Regions from separate parts of the Mus musculus genome. Here regions 1, 3, 4 and 5 are each linked to region 2. The links are chromatin contacts, called in public Hi-C maps. All regions are on one chromosome and are shown on one strand. The core of a region is the stretch at or near the end of the contact, and the rest is flanking DNA. Distances in the headings are between cores, read along the strand shown.

Region 1 (4,204 bases), core at 1,648-4,147, 3.3 Mb after region 2:
AAGAAAGGATTTTGAAGACAGGATTTTTCTGTAGGTCTGCAACTAACTCTGTAAACCAGGCTGGCCTCAAACTTAAGATTTTGAGTTTGCCTCTGCACCCCATGTGCTGGAATTAAAGGCCCGAGCTGCTCCAGCCACCACCAAGCTTGAGGTCACCTTGCAAATCCTAACACAAGCTTTTTTTCAAGCCCCACTTATCTTGCAGAGTTGTATTAATCTTTCCCATCTCTAGAGTTTGTCAAGTCGGGACACCCAGAGCTTAATTCCCACTTGCCTCAGTGTCTGATTTAAGCCTTGATAGAAATTACACATTCAGCCATAGTAAGGAAACCACACACCAATCTTAAGTCTACACGGACTATGAGTTCTAGTAAGATGAATTAAGAGTTTTAATGTGTAGCTCTGATCCCCAACTCATAGATCCACCTGTCACCAAGTGCTGGGAATAAAGGCTTATCTTGCTTGGCTTTATTCAAGTAAATGTTAAAAATCAGAAACTACAGGATAAGTAAGAGCTCAAATCATTTAAGTCCCTTACAGACTGTAAGCGTCTTAAGACACTGTAGGCATGGTAGTGATATAACCACACCAGTAACTGTCCTCATCTCTAGCAAGCCTGCTCGTTCAGCTCATCACTCACCCACTTCCATGCCCAGGGCCAAGCAAACACGATGGGGACCGAGACAGGCTCAGAGTATCTTTCCCGAGAGTCCACCCAGCCCCTCCCAGCTTCGGACCCACAGGAACTATGAAGGAAGAAGCGTAGGATCCCAGAGCAATCATATAACCGAACTCTGAACCGATGTTAAAGTACCTTAGATCACCACAGAATTTTTGAAAGCAGAACATTTATTTTATGACTGATTGAAATCCTTAAGAAGAACTGGATGCTGCGACAGCTGCCCTCTTGGGTTTCGGCGTTGTTCCCTCACGGAATCCATGTCTGTGCCATGTTAAAGATAAGAAAAAAAGTTAAAGCAGCAATATCAAACATTGCCTCCAAATTGATCAAGCAGACCGTAATGAGCTTATCTCAGTTAAATGCTGAAATCATTATAGCAGTCATATGTTCAGACATTTATTTTTTAGGACATCATTGATAAGCTATTAGTTTACCCTAATCAAGACACCCACATTACATTAAAGTTAACTGTCTCAACAATTTTGGGCTCATTTTCCCTATTTCCACAAGAACTAAAGTATTTATGAAGCTATTCCTTAAGCTATAAAGGACAGGTCCTGGCACCTTTCCTTTAGTAACAGGAAACACTGACCAAGCTTAACAGGATCTTGAAGCTGCTCAACTCAGAAGTCTAAATGTTAAGTAGCACTCATTTCTACTCAATACTACATAGGAAGATGAGTGATTCTAAGCACATAAAGGTTAATCAGGCTCAAAACATGCCACTAGCCTATCAAACACTAGCAAGCCACTACACATCAAGTTCACAAAACTGGACTGAGTTTAAAACAGAGACAAACACAAAAGCACCTGTCAAAGCACAGACCCCACAGGAAAGTCTAAGAGGGGGGCTGGGGATTCTGTACTTTTAAGGAACATCAAGGCCTAGCCTCCAGTAAAAAGATACCCATCTATGTTATGACTGGCACCCAGAACAGCTTAGCAGACTTGAGCAAAGTCTGGAGGCAGATCCAAGTAAGCTGCCCCCCAGATCCCACTCATAGTCTTGACAAATGTGGGCGTCTCAGGCCCACACCAAACCCCAGTATCATTCCTACCCTTCAGTAAGAGTGCAAAGTTTCATCCTACCCTGGAGGACCAATGACATTTAGCCAAAACTGTACCTGAATCTGCGGTAGACAATCTTTAGGTGCCTCATCCGACCAGTCCCGGTAGTGTTTCGTCTCTTAGCCTTGGCACTCCAGTTATCTAATAAAAAAAATAGGATTCCAAATGGTTTTCCCAAGCACCCAGTGTCAGCCCATTTTCTCAGTAGTGTCATTACTATGTTTTAACCACTCAGCCAACAAACCAACCTCCAAAGTTGTTGCGTGCCAAATGTGTTTTCTATTACATCGCTACCTCAGGTCAAGGTAAAAGCCCGCCTGCGGATTACAGTACTTACACTTCCTCTTGCGCTTGGCAGGGTAGCCACACTTGCCACAAGTCGACTTCTGAAGGTGGTAGGCCTTGGAGCCACAGCGGCGGCACAGCGTGTGCGTCTTGTTGCGACGCTTACCAAAGGATGACGTTCCCTTCGTCTGCACATTAAAAGAAAAAGCAGGAAAAAAAACCCCACATATAAGCAACTCTGAAATCTGACTTCTCAATGTACTCTGGCATTTTCTTAGCAATGAGTATGGATGAGACGTAAACAAGATCCACACGGGACAAAACGGTGTAAAGATTTAAATCTTAGCACACAGGTAGGGTAGGTAGGAAGCACTACCGGCTATCCACACGACCATTATAATGCCTTACTCTGCGCGGACCTAAGCCTCCTTGGCTTTAGGCGTTAAGGACAACATTCTGCCCGTCTCTCAGTCGCGGTACTGCCCACCAAGCAGCCGGTTTCTCGGCGGCTGGGGACAGATGTCCCCAAGCCTGTCCTGATCACCCACCCGGGGCTGCAGTGCGTACGTCTCCTCCAAAGCCCAGAGAGACCCACAGCGGCGCTAGGACCGTGGGCCGGGCTCTGCACACAGCAGCCATCCTTCCAGTTCCTGCGGACCACAGCACGCCGTCTCCTCGCCCATCAGCTCCCCTCACTCGCAACCTTGTCACCGACGCGCCGGGCAACAGGCAGGACAGCCCGAGGAAGAAGGATGGAGAGAGATTTACAGAGCCCAGAAACCACACTCACCATCTTGCTTCTACCGGCGAGGCCAAAGAGACCGGAAGAGAAAGCACCCCCGCCACTTCCTGTGGATAAGCTTCCGCCCAGGAAACTACTTCCGGCGGGTCTTGGTGCAGCCCTATCAGGCCTCGGGTGCGGAGGTGTAGTCTCCCGGGCGAGAGAGCCAGGGAGCCGATTGGGCTGCAACACCGGTAGGGGGCGTGCCTGGCGCTGTGGCTCCGCCCTCCCCAGCGGCCCGCCTCCTGGTTGGAGAGGGTTTCTGGCGGTGTCGGGGCTGCTGCGGTGTTGGCAGTCCGTCTGGTTTCCGGTCCCGGGGCTCGAGGGGAGTCAGACACCCAGTGCGTGGCGGCGCCCCTGGCGGTTGTGCAGTGCTGGGACTGGGATCCCGATCCGGGAAAGCCAGCCTTCCCAGGTTCGTTTTGATGTGGCCGCTCGCTTGCCTGTATGGAGAGTTGGTGAGAGGATGGAGTCACGAAGTGTCTCGGCGAGGGTAGGAGCTTAGTTAGCTTCTGACTCGGGCCGACTCGATTTCACGCGGTGGTCATTCAGAGGCCAGTTGTTTGATCGCACTCAAGGAATCACACGCGGAACTTGTTAAATAACAGCTTCCAGCCAGCGCGCCGCCACCAGGAAATCTGACCCTTTTAGACTTGAGTACAGTTTGCAAGTCTGTACTGTATAAAACACTTTCCTAGATCATTTTGAAATAAGTAACCCTAGACATCCTTGATTAGCGCTAATGCAACTGTCTGTCCGCAATCCCAGTAGGAAACATGGAGAATATAGTACGAACATTGATGAATTGGGGAAAAGTCTCAGTCATACCATCTACATACTTTCTAAAACAAATGTGAGAATCGCTAGTCTATCACATTCAAAAATCTTAAGATAGTGGACAGCAGAACAAAGCAAACACCAAGGAAGCTTTTTGTTTTGTTTTGTTTTTTGTTAGCAAATCGTACCAATTTCTTCTAGGGGAGGGGAGTAGAAAGAAAAATGTATAATCCTTTCCACTCAGAAGTAGTAAACTGAAATCAGAGGAGGGAGGAGATAGGGCACACGGGAGAGAAAGCAAACAAGCATTCAAATGGTTGAACTGGACTATAAATAAGTCTTAGGAGACTGGGTGGCAAATTGCTATAAATTTAGTAGCATGAAGCAACACAGATTTAGTCAACGGGTGTAAACTTTCAGTTATGGGAAATAAATTCTAGGGTCCTCTTGCATTACTGTACCTACAGATAACAAAATTGTATCGCACACTTAAAATTGTATGGCCTCTGCCTCCCAAGTGCTGGGATTAAAGGCGAGCGCCACCACTGCCGGCCTCATTCACAGTTCTGCTGGGAAGCACAAGTGAGGCTTGGTTTGACTAAAATTGAAAT
Region 2 (4,152 bases), core at 804-3,303:
AGCTTTCGAATGTCTAGAAGAGAGCTTTCTCCTGACCTCTAATAACCTTATCTCGGTTCCATCTAAACATTTTTCCAGTTTTCACCGTCTTTCATAAAAGTTCTGTTAGGTATTGATAAACTCATAGTAAAGGGTAGAGTTCAGAAGTGAGGGAGGGGAGTGACTGAGCCATCCACAGCGCGCTATGCAGAACACCTGCGAAGGAAAGTTAAACTTCATTTCCTGAAGCCCTGAAGGCTACTGGGGAAAAAGAGCCAGACGAGATAGAAAGCCCGGAGGAAAAAATGAGAACGACGCCGCCAACATGGAAGGTAAACAGAAGTGCTGGAGGCACCAGGGTGACATGGGGCAAAACCCTGATGACGAGGGCGCCGCCAAGTCCCAGGGGCACTCTGGGGAAGGGGACGGCAGAAGCATGGCGAGGCTTAGTTCTATTTGCACGGATATCAAGCCCGGACCTTTTCCCCCACTTGCAGGACTCCTTGGGCCGAAGTCACCGCCCTGACTTACTCCCTCTGGTCGCGATAGTCATCTAGTGTCAGGAGTGCAGAAATGACAAAATCTTTAACACCTCACCCCCAGTGACTTCTAAAGCAAAAGAATAACCTGTAGGCGAGCTGTCCTATACATCAGTGCATAGACAAGCAAACGATTAACGCTGACAACTTATTTTATTTAAAAAAATATAATATGGTTCCTCCTGAGTAAAATGTGCTTACCTACTGGCACTTTTTACCTGAAGAATTAGCCCCCTTACAATTTATACAAAAACAAACAAACAAACAAGCAAGCAAACAGAAAACTGTGTGGCGATGAAATGCCCTCCGGTTTTACAGTAAGACACTACCATCGGGTACGGTACTGTATTCGTATTCACATTTTGTACTCCAGCCTTGTCCAGAGCCTCTGAGTTTTCAACATACAGAGGAAAACGATGTTTTGAAGTGCGCCGGTGCCGGGGCTCCGGTGCCCGGCGTCAGGATGGCCTGGGCTCCACCCACACCTAGATCGCAGCGCCAGAGCGACCGGCTCCTTGCTTGCACAGCGTCGCCTACAGGCCTTATCCCGACTACCAGGGAGGCAATCAAAACCACCGCCAAAAAGGAAAAAAAAAAAAAAAAAAAAAAAAAAAAGAGGCAAGTCCAGCAGCCCTCTCGTATTTCCAGAAATTAATGCACCACCACCACCACGATCACGATTCCAACTCAGCCAGGCTGGGAGTCTTCACCTCCGAGGACTGTGTTCTTCGCAGAAAATAACCCAGACAGACATAGGATCCGGCCGCTCCCGGGACGATCCATCCATCACGGCTGCGGGAACAGCGTTTGAAAGGTCGGCATCCAACCCGCCGGCAGCGGGAGCTCGGCTTCCCCCCGGGGCCCGGGGCCGGCCAGTCAGGGAGAGCAGCGCGGCCTCGGCTGGCCGCCTTCTCCGGGATTGAGGGTGGGGGGCTATGAGGCCCGGAGCGCCTGAGAAGAGGGAGATCCCGGCCTCACGCCACCACAGCGGACCAGCGCCCGGCTGCTGTCGCCTCGAGGGGGACCAAAAGGAAAAAAAAAAAAAAAAAATCAAGCCGGTCACCCGAGCAACGGCGTAGACGCCGTCTTGCAGAAGCGACCCCACGGGCAGCATCCACGGCCGTCCGTTGCACAGGACAAGGGCACGGAGCAGAACCGCCGCTGCTGCTCCCGCTGCCTCCGCCGCTGTCGCCGCCGCCGCCGCGCCTCCGGAGCCCGCGGGAGCCGGCGCGCTGAGGCAGAGCTGCGAGCCCGAGTGGCGGCGGCGGCGGTGGCGGCGGCGGAAGTGGAGTAGGGAAGAGGGGGTGGTTGTTAGTGTTTGGCGCCGGCGGAGGGAGTCATTCCTGCAGCTGCACTTCCGGTCGGCATTTTGTTCTGAGAGGGAGAGACGGAACGAGAGAGAGAGACACACACACACATACACACACACATACACACACACACACACACATACACACACACACACACACACACTGGGCTCCTTCCCCCCCGCCCGCCCTCCCGTCCCTCCCTCCCTCCGTCGGTACCGACTCACCCGACACCAGCAAAGCCGCCAGGGAGGGACGCCCCCGCCGCCAGGAGGATTGGTTCCCGGGCCCGCGGCGATGCCCCCCCGGTAGCTCGGGGCCCCCGGCCGGGTGTTTGTGTGAGTGTTTCTATGTGGGAGAAGGAGGAGGAGGACGAAGAAGAAGCCGCGATTTGTCTTCTCGGCTGCTCTCCCCCCGGCTCTACATGTTCCCCGCACTGAGGAGACGGAAGAGGAGCCGTAGCCACCCCCCCTCCCGGCCCGGATTATAGTCTCGCTCTCTCGCTCTCTCTCTCTTGCCACCGCGGCCTCGGCCTCCGCTTCGGATTCAGACGCCGATTCGCCCAGGTAAATTCCTGCTCTTTTATTTCGGCGGCGGCGGTGGCGGCGGTGGCGCCGGCGCCAGGTCCCTCAGCGTTTCTCCTCCTCGCTCCCCTCCCCGCCGTTTCCTCAGCGGCCCCGGGTCTCTTCCACGGGGCGAGTCGAGAGAGTGAGTTCGCTCGCTCGCTCCTCTCCGGCGGCAGCCACCCTGGGTGGCGGCGGCGGCGGCGGTGGCGGCGGGGTTCGTAGCCTCTCCCGGCCGGCTTCGGTGACGGGGAACCGGGCTCCCTGCCGGGCGGCCGGGGAGGCGTAGGCCCGGCGGAGAGTGCAGGCCGCGGGCCAGCGGAATCTACTTGAGCTCGGGGATTAGGAGAGCTCCGGGCTGAGCGGAGCGACTGCTGGTCGGTGACAGGCCTCGCCCGGGAGAGGAGCCGTAGCTAGTGAGGAGGCGGAAACAATACAACTATCAGCAAATGTGCCCCGATCGTCCCCCATATTTACAACTTTCCCGGTCCGGGAGTGGGGAACGTCCCAGTGAAACAAACAACCCCCCTTCTTCCCCCTGTGACCCCATGAAGGGAGGAAGTAGTTTCAGTTAGTGAAACAAATGTAAATACTCAGACACGGCTACAGTGGTAATTCTCTGCCAAACTTGTTTGGACGTTTTGGAAAGTTAATAAAGACTGGTTTCCTTTGTAAAAGGATCAAACCGTCCACATGTATATTTAATCTAGAAAACCCTAGCGTTGTGCACACTGCACATCCCCGCCCAGGAGCTTTTATGTTGTTTGACAGAGTGTGTTGCACATGGACTTTTTATTCAAAGACCAAGTAGAAAGAACTTGACAGGTTTACTCCGACACTTTGTATTTGTATCTGTTATGTAAGGATAATTTTAAATGACTACATAAAACTCTCTGGATACTTTTTAGCCTAAACGGGTGCAAGAATACAAAGAATTCTAAGTGTTTTTGAGCGTACATGGAGATAAGGATGAAACCTATTTTCTTTCAAAGGATAGAAGTTAAGTTGCACTTAGAATCTTTGGGAGGTTTAAAACACACATACATATACACACATAGAAGGTGCCATCCTTTCTTGTCAGGGCAGATCTTAGTGAGTCCCAGGATTGTCATTGGCTGTTTGTACCATGATGTTTGACTGTGTAATGAGCGAGGTGTCATTTTAATAGGTCAAATGTATCTGTAGATGCTGGAGAAAAATACCAGTTCTGTATCTTACCAAGTTCTAGTTCACGAGTAAGTTAGATGTTGGGAGCTTGTTTCTCGCGGCTTTGGCAATGGAAGTTGGTGTAAGACGGAAATACCTTTTTAAAAGTCCTCAGACTTTAAAAATTGCACAGAAAAAGAAATGTCCCGTTTGATACTTTGTTTCATATTCGCTGAGGGAGAACTCATTTGTTAAAAGGTAGCAACACTACTCAAGGCGGCCCCTCGTAATGGTAGTGGTTAAAATAGCCCTTTAAATATTCTGGGTCTTAAGTTTTTGTCACTGTAGAATAACTTTTTTGCGGGTTATTTTTGAGTTTAGCATGCTGCTTACAAAAAATTGCTCCACCTTTCCTGAAAACGTATGGATAAATGTTAAAAAGAGTGAAGTTAATATAGCTGTCACGTACTAGGCATGTTTTTAATGCTATAAATCCGTGTAGTAGTCAGTAGCGTGTCCGTGATTTGTATTGGTCGGGGAGCAGTTTGAATTTTAAAAAGCCTGAAGGTCCTGCTGAGCCCCAATCCCGGCCTCCCTCCCTCCCACTAATCTCCCATT
Region 3 (4,458 bases), core at 925-3,424, 3.9 Mb before region 2:
CATTAAATTCAAAAAATTCTTCAGATTATCTTCACGGGAACCAATCACAGAAAAATAACTGGTAACAGCTTTATATTAAAAATTCAGAGTAAGGCTTCTAAAGTAAAAGGTATTTTTCCACCATTGTTTCTCAATGTGACAATACCAAAAATAATTTTTTTTGTTCCGTTGTAGCTTTACCGAGTTCTAGCATACAGAACCAAAATGCTGACCCAGGAATGTAACCTTCATTTTGTTTTTCTTGTACTTCCTAGAAATGTCTCATAATCTGTTTTGTTCCAAAGTAGGGAAGGAGGGAAGGAAAGATAAATGTGTATTACAAGAAGCCTGCTTTCAAAATCTAATTACTTCCTAAGTGAATGCTCTCTAAAATCGCATTGCCACACACTAACATCTAGCTTTTCACTCCACAACTAAAAATGAAACACACACCACCGCATTCCTCATAATAACTGTAATTAAACAGGTACTGTGCCCCTTTCACAGCCTGAGGGCCATTAAGTGTCTTCAAGCTGAATGGTATTAAGGCATCAAGAAGCACTTCCCTGGGTAGTATCTAATATCCGGGAACCACAAACAGTCCCTGGAAAAACTCAGCTCTCTACCGCTGCTAAGTCTGAGGAACTAAAAAACTGTTTTATAGGATGAACTGAGTTTTGTTCTGGTTTGTTTCTTGTCCTCCTTCCTGAATTCTGAAAACGTATTTAAAAACAAGATCCAATACCTTTCTGTCTGACTCTCAAAATGTGTTGTCTAGAGTTTCCACACTGAAACGAAACAAACTTCCGGGCCACCTCATCATACATGATTTATGAAACATCCAATCCTGCAAGTCTGCCCTTAAAAATAATCATCTTTAGAGATGGATGGGTATTAATAAAATCAATCAAACATTAACTACAGAATCCAGACATTTAAAAGACGGACACTTGCACTTTTTCAACTTATATGTGTGAAATTCCTAAATATCTGGGGTGACCTTTCCAAACGTCAGAACACAACTTAAGCCTACCTAAATCTTTGCAGTCTTTCATCAAAGCGCAAACTTGGTATTCCTCCCAGCTCTTCACAAGCCCTCCCTTAAAATGGCAAAACGGAAAGGACGACAGCAGATCTAACCGCAAAACTAACTCATCGCTCGCTCAAACCAAGTTCATCCAAAAAGTAACTTCCTAGGTTTTATATCAACTTAGTATTGACTTTTTAAAACAATACCCAGTAAAAACAACTTTGCTAATTTCTTAACCGCGCGCCGCAACTCAAGTTTTACATAAGAAAGAGGGCCGACAGCAAGTAGATCCGCGAACCTCTCCCGGGTCTTAAAACCTGCAAAAACTCAATACTTGGGAGCCGCGGTAGCCCCGAGTCTTTAGATCTCAACAGTCTTGGGTTGGAGTTGCCATTATTTGCGGCAGACGGCGAAGAAGAAGAAACGCAAAGATCGCCAAGACTTCGGAACTAAGAGTGCTTGTGAGCAGAGGACGGGAAAACCCAAGCGAGCACTTGGTACCGGGAGGATCGGGAGCACTCGGAGCGCAGCCGGAGAGGGCTGACTCCCACACTCCTTGGGACGAGAGGGCGCTCAGGGGCGCGGGGCTCCGGAAGCAGGGACAGGTGAGGCCTCGGCCAGCGCCCACCCGGGCCCCACCTGGAGCCACCCGGGTCCCGCTGCCACCCCGGCTGCCACCCCGGCCGGGGCCGCGGCGCCCGCACCTCTCGGTCCTTGAGGCCCAGCAGGAGCACCTCCTCCATCAGGGTCAGCCGCGTTTCCTTGGAGTCGCCCTTGTCGTCGTCGTCCTGCTCGTCGCGGCGGCTCTGCGCCTCGTCCTCGCCGCTGCCGCCGCCGCCTCCCGCCGCCCGCTCCTTGTCGGCAGCGTTCCGGGAGGCCTCGGTGCGCCGCTGCACCAGGCCCGAGCTCCGCTGGGTCAGCGAGGTCATGGCTCCCGCACAAGAGCCGCGCCGGACCGACAGGGACGCGGGACCGGCCGGCTCTCCCTCACGGCCCCGGCCCCGGGAGCTTCCGTGTTAATTCTTGGAGCTGGGGCGATGTCCGTGGGCTGCGGGGCCGAAGGCGGTCATGAGGAGCCGGAGCTGGGCGAAGCCGGCGGGCCGGGCGTCGATGGGGTACACAAGGGAGCCTTCAGCCCGCGGCTGTGGCCCCCCACACAGCCCAGGAGCCCGAGCGGAGGCGGCGGCGGCGGTGGCGCTTCCCAATATGGCGGCGCGCGCTGACGTCACCGGAGGATGTGGCAGCGCCGGCGCGGGGCGGGGCCGGGGTGCCGGAAGCGGCGCGAGCGGGGGGCGTGGCTAGCCGCCTCCCACTTCGGCGGACACTTGAGCTTCTGGACTCGCTAGTGGCCCTGAGTCTGGAGACGAAAGGTTTGCGATCGGTGACCTGCCCGGCTTTCATCCGCCTCTCAGTTCACTCTAAAGGTCCGGCCTGGCGCCAGCGACCAGTGAGATCTCTCCTGGATCCCAGAAGCCGAGGCCAGGCTAGGGCGGACCCCACTGAGACCTCAGCATCCCTGGGGATCAGCCACTATAGCCCGGGTCCTCACTACCTACGGGGAGGACTTGGCTCTTCGCCTGTGAAACTCCCGAGTTTCAAAAGGAGTCATCTACACTCGGGCGTTTAAAGCTGTTCATGTACTGTGCTCTGGCGTAGAGAGGTTAAACAAATTGACGAATTGTGTTTGTAAAACTTTCCTACCTCCGACTGCGGCTGTAAAGTGGTCAGGGCGCACTGTACTGTTAGGACAGCCGACCTTAGGATTCTTTTATAGCGACAGTAAACCTCTTGAGTTTCATGCCACGTCTTTGTAGCCCTAAATCTATTTTCGATGTAATTACTAGGTTCAATCCCTTTGGCAGTTTGTGCAAATCAAGTTAAAGGAAAAACTGCCAAACCTGAGAAGGGTTTGGAGAAGTAGAAGGGCGGGTCTTATGAGAAAACATTATCCAAAAACGGTATCGTAGGTCTGTCCAGTATTATTTAAAATAAACAGTAACCATACGCAGTGAGTAAGCCAGGTTTAGACAGAATATTCCCCGCGCCCAAATACGTTGTCTCAACTCCTACGGGGACAGTAAGTCCCAGTAGGTCCTCCCACCCACAGCCCCAAGCTACCTTCCCTTTTTCCTGAAAAAAAAAAAAAAAAAAAAATGTGTCCTCAGCCAGTTTCTCCCATTCACGTCACCTTTTTGTTCCTTCACCTTTCTGGTCATTCTTTGCCAACTGACTTTAAATGTCCTTTGTAAATTAAATGGTTATTTAACTCAGAAGGTTAAATCCAAAAAGCACAAAGCTGTGCGTACAGGCTCTGCCTGTTCGGCTAGTTGCTCCTGTCCCTGCGGAGATTTTTTTTTTTTTTTAAATGGGGTAAGATGTGAAGCTTCGTTGGGGAGGTAGTCAGTGGGCACAGTACTTGAGGACAAATTAGAAACTGGCATCTGGGAGGCAGAGGCAGATTCCTGGAGGCTTCCTTGCCAGTGAGCCTCGCCACATGGGCAAGCAAATGGGTAAGTGCCTAGGTCCCAATAAGAAGCCTTGCCTCAGAAACAGTGTGAGGGCCCAGCGAATGGCTCAGTGGGTCAACAGCTTGCTGAGCTAGCGTGAGGACCAAAGTTCAAATCCCAGCACTCATGAGCACCAAGTACATTCCTGTAATAGCAGCCTTAGGAAGCTAAGAAAGACAGATCCTGGAAGCCTGTGAAACAGTTAAAGAGGATGCCTGAGGTCAACGTCTGGCCTCTACAAGTTCATGAACAGGTAAGAACAGCAGACATAAAACACACACTAGATAGATAGATAGATAGATAGATAGATAGATAGATAGATAGATAGATAGATAGATGAGATAGGAGCAGTACCTAAGGAATGATCACAATTTGTTATTTGCTTTGGTTTTGAGGGCTTTTTGTTTGTTTGTTTTTTAGTTTTGGAAACAGGGTTTATCCTGCCTCTGCCACAAGCTGGGACTAAAGGCGAGCACCAGCAGCACCCAGCTGCAGTTGTTTTAAATGTGAATCCTCATCACCTTCACCTTGAATGTGGCTTAAACTTCCAGCGGTAGACATCTTGATTCCCACCCCCACCCCCCACTCCACCCCCATCCATATCTGGTTCTATCTATTCACTTGCCGGTACGTGATTTTTCCAATTCAAATTTTATAATAATTTTGCTTCTTTTTATTTTCCTGTTTTCCTGTTATTTCTCCATTAATTTTTCCATGTAGATAATACACCTCTCTTTCTCTCCCCCGCCCCCCACCCTTTTCTCTGCCCTCGTGCCATCTGTCTGCATGTCTACATACCCACTTGCCTGCCTCTTCTGCTTTCCCAGGCTCTCACTCCACTCTCTTCCCTGAATATCTTTCACACCAGGTCTGTGTGGTGGAATTTCTCAGGGGCACCCTTTTACATGGGTCTGCCAAAGGCACCCTCCTCACCAATTAGAT
Region 4 (4,234 bases), core at 637-3,136, 3.2 Mb after region 2:
AAAGAGGAAAGAAACTGGGAAGGAGTTTGTTAGCAGGCTATGAGGAATGTCGTCTCATGTTTTTCTGACAACCAGCTAACATGAGTACCAATCATACAGTGTGGCCGGTGAGGAATGGGGGTGCAAGGTAGTTTCCGTCCTTATTTTTCTGGTGTTGATTTGTGTTCTGTGCTGACACCATTCTAGAGATTACTCTCCAAAGGACATGCAGACACCAAAACGACATCAATGGTGACAGCAGACTCAAAAACTGAACATCACCACTGACTTTTTTTTTTATCAGCTAAGAATGCTTTCCCTTCTGATGTTCCTGATGAAAAGGCTTGCACACGAAATGTATTTTGATACCCACATGTTCCCTTATACAAGTAAACACAATTCTGAGTACTTCTCTAGGCTGAAGTTAGTTGAAATCGTAAAATCTTGGTTCTCTCACTACTCGTTTGTTTCTGAGGCTTGCTGAAGAATCATAAATTCTTGGCAGATTTAAAAAAAAAAAAGATTTATTTATGTGAGTACACTGTAGCTATCTTCAGACACACCAGAAGAGGGCATCAGATCTTATTACAGATGGTTGTGAGCCACCATGTGGTTGCTGAGAATTGAACTCAGGACCTCTGGAAGAGCAGTCAGTGCTCTTAACTGCCGAGCCATCTCTCCAGCCCCCATAAATAACAGTAGAGGCATACCTACTTGTTTCACACAAGATTCAAGCCACCTAGTTACCCGGTTAGATGCTAAGCATGGAGTGAGGTTTTTGTAAGAAGTTGAATTGTTCAGAAAACCATACTACAGTCTCATTGTGTAGTTTTTAAAGGATCTGGTGACAGGGTTTTAATTGCCCCCTGGTGTTTTCCGATCTTAAATTCTGTTTTTTAGGAGAATAGTTGATAATTAAGAAATGATTGTTCCTCATCAAAGAAGAAGCCGAACAAACTATAAACCAAAGAATAGGGAAAGGCAAATAGACCTTTTCCGAGTTAACAAAGAGGCAACGCCTGGAAATTCGTTAATTTGCTTGAATTTCAAACCCCTCTCATCCCGCAGGTGAAGATGGCTAGCAGAAACTGAACAGGAAAGCACTTGTTTCAGCCTTCCTGAGGAAGAATGCTCTCTCTCTACAGTTAAACAGTCCCCCTCAACTAAATCTCAGGTGTGCCTGTGGGCCACAGGTCTCCAAAGAAAGCCCTAAACTCTGCCATCTAAGTGAGAAGTTGCAGTTCCGTGTTGCTCGCCTTCCTCCCCGCCTCCGCTTTGGTGCCCTATTGAGCGCAGCTAGGGCACTGCCAAGTAACTCCTTTTATGGTGAGAGGATGGATTCTTAGTCGCCTCCCCGCCCAAGCCTGGTACCTACTCACCGTGCCTCTGCCAAGTCCCACCCGGAGCTCTCGGGCGTACACACCCACGGACAACCACACACCCACTTTTCCTCTCCGCTCTGTGGCTCCCGGGTAGAGCCCTAAAGCAATTGTCCCGACATCTCAAGACCCACATGTTTGATCTGTGGGTGGAAGATGCGAGAATTTAACCACTCTAACCCGCAGAGCAATGTAGACCAGACACAGGTCCCAGCATCATTCCCGCTAAATGCCCAGCTTGGGAGTGGCGAAGCTCGAGCTGGCGTTTCCTGGGGACTCGATCTGGGGGGTTTCGGTACCTTCGAGGGAGGGAAGGCACTGAAGCTGCACCCGCAGCCGGGTGGCACCCCCGCAGGTCCCTCCAGACCTCCGCAGCTCTCCGCCCCGCCCTCCATCACCGGGCTCCTAGGCGGTGCTAGAGGAGGTCTCGCCCCGCCCCCTTTCCAGATCAGCCAATGGAAGCCCGGGCCGCGCTATGACTGTCTCCGCCCCCTCCGGGGAAACTTGCGGGAGGAGAAAAGTTTGTTCAGAGGCTGGAGACGCCGAGAGCGAAGCTCGAAACCCGGCAGCGGGAGAGGAAGATGAACGGCCTCAGGTCAGAGCCCCAGGCCCAGTGGACCCCGTGCCGCCCCCAGAGCCCAAGGAGCGGCCTCAGCGGCAGCCGCCTTCTCCGGTAGCTGTCCGTTCAGCCCGCTGCTGGGGAGGAGGGAGCCCGGACCTACGCTCTGTTCCACCTGCACGCGTGGCGGCGACACACCTGGACGCTGACCTCCCGCACTAGACCTGCGCGGGCCCTGCAAAGCTGAGACTCGCCTTTGAAAGGAGGAGGCGTTAGTAAATCAAACAAGAAACCCCAGACTGGTCTTCACCGACCCATCCCGCTAGCCTCTCTGGCTTTCCAAGCTTTTTTGAAAGCAAGATACTCTGACCTCAGTTCCGGAAAGTTGGCAGCCACCGAGCCCCGGTTCCGAGACAGCAAAAGCTTGACAAGTTCCGCACTGCGTGGGAAGAGACTGATGGCTGAGGTTGGAGGTAGGTCCTGAACATCTGAGGCCTGAGCCTTGGGCACACCGGGCTCCTAACCCCACCCTACAGGTAAGTCGGGATGGAGGTCTTTGCGTGTTCAGGCGCTCTTCCGGGAAACCAAAGAACAGAATGTCCCATAGTGTCCCAAAATGTCCATAACTTCTTTCGATGAGCATTTTATCCATTCTGTGGGGAATATCACTAGGGAGTCACTTTTCCCTTGAGAAGGGTCTTGCTCATCTCGGCGAGGGAATGAGCTGATTATGGAGCGGTGGGGGTGGGGATAGGCGGGAAATAAATATATTAATGTCAGCAGAGCGGTGCTCTTGACAGAACGGATCCAGACCTTGGGAATTTAAGTAGTCACAGTTAATGAGTAGCTACCGATGAGGAAGTTGGATCTGGGTGCTCTCCTTATCTCTGCGACACAGCATTTTGGCCATGGGTCGAACACCTTGCAAGTGGTAAATGGCTCGTTTCTCTTTCTCTCTAGGTACCATTCCTAGATCGAACCGTGAGCTCCAACGCTGTGTGTTACTAACCACCACCATCATGTCCATCCCCGGAGTCAACGCGTCCTTCTCCTCCACTCCGGAGAGGCTGAACAGCCCGGTGACCATTCCCGCAGTGATGTTCATCTTCGGGGTGGTGGGCAACCTGGTGGCCATCGTAGTATTGTGCAAGTCGCGCAAGGAGCAGAAAGAGACGACCTTTTACACTCTAGTATGTGGGCTGGCTGTCACTGACCTTCTGGGCACCTTGTTGGTAAGCCCGGTGACCATCGCCACATACATGAAGGGCCAGTGGCCCGGAGACCAGGCACTGTGTGACTATAGCACCTTCATCCTACTTTTCTTCGGTCTGTCGGGTCTCAGCATCATCTGTGCCATGAGCATCGAGCGCTACCTGGCCATCAACCACGCCTACTTCTACAGCCACTACGTGGACAAGCGGCTGGCCGGCCTCACACTCTTCGCCATCTATGCATCTAACGTGCTGTTCTGCGCGCTGCCCAACATGGGCCTGGGCAGATCCGAGCGGCAGTACCCGGGCACCTGGTGCTTCATCGACTGGACCACCAACGTAACGGCCTACGCCGCCTTCTCTTACATGTACGCCGGCTTCAGCTCCTTCCTCATCCTTGCCACCGTGCTCTGCAACGTGCTGGTGTGCGGCGCGCTGCTCCGCATGCACCGCCAGTTCATGCGCCGCACCTCGTTGGGCACGGAGCAGCACCATGCGGCTGCCGCCGCCGCGGTAGCTTCGGTGGCCTGTCGGGGCCACGCTGGGGCCTCCCCAGCCCTGCAGCGCCTCAGCGACTTTCGCCGCCGCAGGAGTTTCCGGCGCATCGCGGGTGCGGAGATCCAGATGGTCATCTTACTCATCGCCACCTCTCTGGTGGTGCTCATCTGCTCCATTCCGCTCGTGGTAAGTGTTTGGGGCCTGAGACCCACTGGGCCTCTCTCCTGCATCCATCCGCCTCCACGCTCCCCTCCTTTTCCCTGATTCCTTTGGGGGGGGGGGAGGTGGGCAGAGTTTTCTCCAGTTCTGAGCTGGGACCACTTCAAGGCTTCTCTGAGCAAACCCAGGTTTTCCTTCTAAGTCCTGACCTTAAAGAGACTCAGGAGGTGATTCCCCGCCCCCAGGTCCCCTGAGGTTCTTTCCCCGAAAGCAAAAGTTCTGAGGTCCCCTGGACAACCCCCTGTGCCCCCTCCCCTGCCAGGTTCCCCTTATTGCCCTGTTTTGCTTTGCATCTTCCCTGAACCTTCAGGCGGGATCAGTTAGATGGGGGGAGGGGACAACTCACTTGCGTTACTTACTCTAGCGCTCCACTCTGTGGCCCAGAGTCT
Region 5 (4,143 bases), core at 708-3,207, 4.4 Mb after region 2:
TTCTAATCATCTGAGATTTAAAATATGGCTTTTATCTTTTATTTGTTCTATTCATGTGCATTTCCTAAAGTAAAAAGAACTAACTATAACTTGGAGGGGAAATGCATTTTTTTTTCTAGTACAAGGGTTCTGTGTTTCAATACTTCCTTGTGAATTACTAAGGTCTGGTTGTTGCCGGTGTCTCTCTGTGATGAAACCAGCTTTCTATGAGAACTTACTTTGTTAAGATCTTGAATAAACCACAGAATCATGTATTCTTTAGTTTGGAGGTTAACAGTCTCATCCTTCTCCTCCTTATCTGAAAAAAAAAAGACTAGATTTCCAACTCTCTCTCTGAAAATGAACACACCAAAATATCAGTTGAACAATAATTCCCAGTGTTAAGACTTTCCATATAGAATACTGTAGTTTGATGCATCATCATGATTGTAATTTTTTTCTTTATGTGCATTTTGCCTGCATATATATGTCCGTATACAATGCCCATGGAGATCTAAAGAGGCATCAGATGCCCTGGAGCTGGAGGCCTAGACAGTTGGGAGTGGCCATGTGGTTGCCAGCAATGATCTCTCCAGCTTGTGCCTGGAAATGTTATTTAGTGCAGTTTGGCATGTTAGAATATGGGTCCTTAATTTCTGTGGGATGCTTGCTTGTTTGTAAACTGGGTCTCAGTATGTACTGGCTGCTCTAGAACTGCCAGCATCCCCTCCAGCCTTAGCTTCTCAAGTTCTGGGATTACAGAGTAAGTCAACACTCTAGCATAAGAGTTTGAATTCTGTAGTTCACCTTGATTATAGAATGCAATTTTTCTGGCCTTCAGATTCTTCATTATAAAGTATCATAAGGATTTGTTGTTGATTATTGTTTTCTATTAAAAACCATTTTCCCAAGTACGTAAGGGCATTACACAAGTACCGAAGACACAGAGCACGTGTTTTTTGCTCTGTGCATTTAGAGTAAAATGACAGGAGAAAAAAACTGGTCATCATGGCCACTTGCAGAAAAGTGACTGTGGTTAGTCACTCTTAAACGATCACATTACTATTTTCATAGTTTAAATATTTTCTACCAGGCTACAACAAAAACCTTAAAATTAAGATGAAGGGTAGAGTTATTCAAAATATATTGTGCCAAACCGGGGGAAACAAACGAACAAACAAAAAGCCAAAACAGCATTAGATTTCCGTGGCCATAGGCAAGAATTAGCATTCATGGAATGCAAAGCAATTTGACCACTTGAGTGCTGATTAAGACCCGGAAGAACACTTAACACTTGTCAGGAAGGTCTCAAGGTGAACTAAGACAGTGAGGTCGCTGCCACGTTTAGGTCGCAAGACATTTAAGGTACTTTAAGTGTGAGCTAGCCAAGATCAATCCGGAGTAAAAACAAGCTCCAGGGTGAAGATTCGGGGAAAGCGTTATGCCAGCTAGCAGGCTGAGGACTGCCAAGTTGTCTGCCCTCACACTAGGTCTCGCAGCTTGGATGAATCTCACCCGTCCGCAGACTTCCGTTTCTGACCTTCCCCCACCACCCCCCGCCCCCACCATTACAATCAAGTTTTATTTTAGTCCACCTCCTTCACTACAGCGCCAACCGCTGCAAATCCTCTTTCCAGACCTTCCAAACCGCCCTCTTCCAGCCAGCTGCTGCGGCTGCAATCTCCCTGCACCCGCGGAGAGAGTCGATGTCCTATTGGCTCAGCTCGGGGCATGGTCGGCTTCCGATTGGTTGAAATTAGAAGGCGGGAGAGAGGTGTGCCCTTACATCATCGACTGGCCCCTCGCAGCACGGGATTGTGGGAGGGAGAGGGCCACTGGGAGGAACTAAATACCCGGAACGACCTTTGCGGGCCGGGGCGGTCGTAGCCCGGAGCCTATGTCTCCGCCCACCGGCTGGGCGGGCTCCGCCCCCACTCCGCCAGCCAGGCCGTCAGGTGATCTGGGGCTCACGTGGTCACGTGGACAGGGCGGGCGCGCCCGAGCTGGCCATGGCGGCCGCGGTGTCCGGTGTGGTGAGGCGGGTGGAAGAGCTCGGGGACCTGGCTCAGGCTCACATACAGCACCTTAGCGAAGCCGCGGGGGAAGACGGTGAGGGAGCGCCGCAGAGGGAAGTGGGCGGACGGTGGTGAGATGCGAGGGGACCGCTGCGCTCGGTGGCCAGAAGGCGCGGCCTTCGGTCCGAGGCGGGGTCCCTGGTGCTGGCACTGCTGAGCTTGGTCCCCATTGGGCAGTCATCTGCCCTCTCCTCAGATGTCCTGTTACCCATGCAGCGTTTTCTACGTTCCTTGAAATCCTTTTTGTTTACATCCGACCAGATGTGTGGTGTCGAATCTGCGAGAAGGGTAGACTTTAAATAAAAGTACACACGGACTTTCTCCGGAATGTTCATACTGCCCAGAAAATGAACAGTATGTTTTTTTGTTGTTTTTTTTTTTTTTTTTTTTTTTTTTTTTTTTGCATTCAGAGAGACATGCATGACAGTTCACTTTTTCATTACTGCCTTGTAAATTTCCACTTTGTTTTCAATTCAAAATTCAGCTGTAAATACATATTGTACACAGTTATGGTGTAATTTTAATGCTCCCCCCCCCGCCCCATTTTAGTCCTTAGGTATTTTCTTAGAAGGGAAAATAGGTTAGGAAATACGTCATTCTTTTGACATCAGACTCGGTTTGCTTTTTATAAATTCTCAGTTGCCAATTGGTTCGACAGTAATCTTTTTTTGTTTTTTGAATGTTGAGCCTTTACCATCCATGAGCTTTAAAATTCTTGTGATTAGAGTCATACGATGACCGAAATGAAACATTTCTCCCAGGTGATTGACTAGTTGGTGTATTTACGGAATCAGTTCTATAATTAAATGAAGCACATATGACCACACTGAGGCTTTTTATCTTTTGGTTTGTGGCAAGCGGAACATAGAATTTGTAGTCACTGTTACCTCCCTGGGTCATGTGTCAGCCAGAGCTCAGGTAGTCTTACTTACTTATTACTGAGCCTAACAGTAATTCATATTTTCTTATGAAAGAATTCTATGATCCATTGTGAAAGGAGGCCTGGAAAGGAGGTTCAGTGTTCCATGGCCTTGTTTGGAGGCTTTGTTTATACATCTGAAAATTTACTAAAATCATAACTGTAGCTATCTGCTTTACAATCTACTAGGCAACATTGACGTTAATCTTACTGGAGAATTACTAACAGGGCTTACTTAACACCAGATTATATGTATTTGAATTATACTTGGCCCTTTTTCATACATCAAAATCAATAGACATCGGAAATTGGTCCCTTAGCTTAACAGTCATATGTTTTTCTTGAGTTGTCAGTATCGTTAGTTTCAATTTTATTCAAACTAGATAATAGAGTGCTAACCATCATTCCACTTAAGAGTGCTCTGTATTTATGGCCATATAGTTCTCATTCTTAACAGTATGATATTGTCCTGCATAGACTTATAAGAAGGACCTTCTCTGAAGATTATAGGAACCTTCTCAGTTTACTTTAAATATTTCTAGTAGAAAGAATGTATTTTTATGGACTTTTCCAGAATGATAGATATGCCACCACCACACCTGACCTATAATAATAACTATGACACTCCTCTTCAGCAGCGACTTCAGCAGTTCAGCACAAGTCTTTGCATTTACAGTAATCTCAGAAGTTAACGGGAAAAATATAAATAGCTTGTACAGGACGTGGGGAGGCCGATGGTCTGGACCATTTTGGTTCTCAGTAGAATCTTGTTTTCTGGGTAGTAGGGTGGTACTTCTGGGCCAAGGAGAGATGTGAAGACTGCTAACTTAAGAGCGATCTTATAGCAGTAGAAAATCCTCTAAAGCTTAAGGTCACTAAGTGACTACCTGCTGACATAGCTGATGGTATTTTATTCTAACACTGAGCAGCTTATCTGTTCACCAAATACTACATTGTCTGTCCACTGCTGGATGCCTGTGAAAGCTTCTGTAGTGCAGAAAAGATGCTTAAAGACTTTGTGTCTTGTACTGTGGTATGGATATGTACTTCATTAAGTGAAGTAGAAGGGTGGACAGTATCTTTGGGGCCCTCAAAATCAGAAATAAAGAAAATATTGTAGTAAACAGATGGTTGAGTTAAGATGGTAAAGTTTGGAAAGTTGGCTAAGTT

What was found. Hi-C and Micro-C count contacts between places; a contact is called where the count stands out from the background.
Region 1: a contact with region 2 is called in a Hi-C map of uterus, with 4 times the contacts expected there. The contact joins the promoter of Rpl37 here to the promoter of Nipbl in region 2. A contact is called at or near these places in 2 of 484 Hi-C or Micro-C datasets (B cells and uterus).
Region 3: a Hi-C map of B cells shows a contact between it and region 2, with 6 read pairs. The contact joins the promoter of Golph3 here to the promoter of Nipbl in region 2. A contact is called at or near these places in 2 of 484 Hi-C or Micro-C datasets (B cells and CD4 T cells).
Region 4: a contact with region 2 is called in a Hi-C map of pro-B cells, with 16 times the contacts expected there. The contact joins the promoter of Ptger4 here to the promoter of Nipbl in region 2. A contact is called at or near these places in 2 of 484 Hi-C or Micro-C datasets (CD4 T cells and pro-B cells).
Region 5: a contact with region 2 is called in a Hi-C map of B cells, with 5 read pairs. The contact joins the promoter of AW549877 here to the promoter of Nipbl in region 2. A contact is called at or near these places in 2 of 484 Hi-C or Micro-C datasets (B cells and myeloid progenitors).

The regions. Positions count from the first base shown.
Region 1 is chr15:5,115,306-5,119,509 of GRCm38.p6, reverse strand. Rpl37 (ribosomal protein L37) reads right to left here and starts at 2,897. Exons shown (of 4, transcript NM_026069.3): 1 at 2,826-2,897; 2 at 2,088-2,223; 3 at 1,807-1,891; 4 at 370-943. The coding sequence starts at 2,828. The coding sequence ends at 874. Snord72 (small nucleolar RNA, C/D box 72) reads right to left here and starts at 1,089; the gene lies at 1,030-1,089. It also overlaps a transcript of Card6 not described here.
Region 2 is chr15:8,442,364-8,446,515 of GRCm38.p6, reverse strand. It overlaps Nipbl (NIPBL cohesin loading factor), which reads left to right and starts at 2,053. Exons shown (of 47, transcript NM_027707.3): 1 at 2,053-2,391. LOC102634078 reads right to left here. Exons shown (of 3, transcript XM_017316813.1): 2 at 2,552-2,801; 3 at 653-2,453. The coding sequence ends at 1,225.
Region 3 is chr15:12,319,212-12,323,669 of GRCm38.p6, reverse strand. It overlaps Golph3 (golgi phosphoprotein 3), which reads right to left and starts at 2,174. Exons shown (of 4, transcript NM_025673.2): 1 at 1,714-2,174. The coding sequence starts at 1,938. It overlaps Gm52210 (a long non-coding RNA gene), which reads left to right and starts at 3,092. Exons shown (of 2, transcript XR_003951630.1): 1 at 3,092-3,769; 2 at 3,937-4,458.
Region 4 is chr15:5,241,839-5,246,072 of GRCm38.p6, reverse strand. It overlaps Ptger4 (prostaglandin E receptor 4 (subtype EP4)), which reads left to right and starts at 1,886. Exons shown (of 3, transcript NM_008965.2): 1 at 1,886-2,390; 2 at 2,878-3,812. The coding sequence starts at 2,375.
Region 5 is chr15:3,993,560-3,997,702 of GRCm38.p6, reverse strand. It overlaps AW549877 (expressed sequence AW549877), which reads left to right and starts at 1,957. Exons shown (of 6, transcript NM_145930.3): 1 at 1,957-2,088. The coding sequence starts at 1,989. Gm2093 (predicted gene 2093) reads right to left here and starts at 1,664. Exons shown (of 3, transcript NR_045740.1): 1 at 1,619-1,664; 2 at 219-298.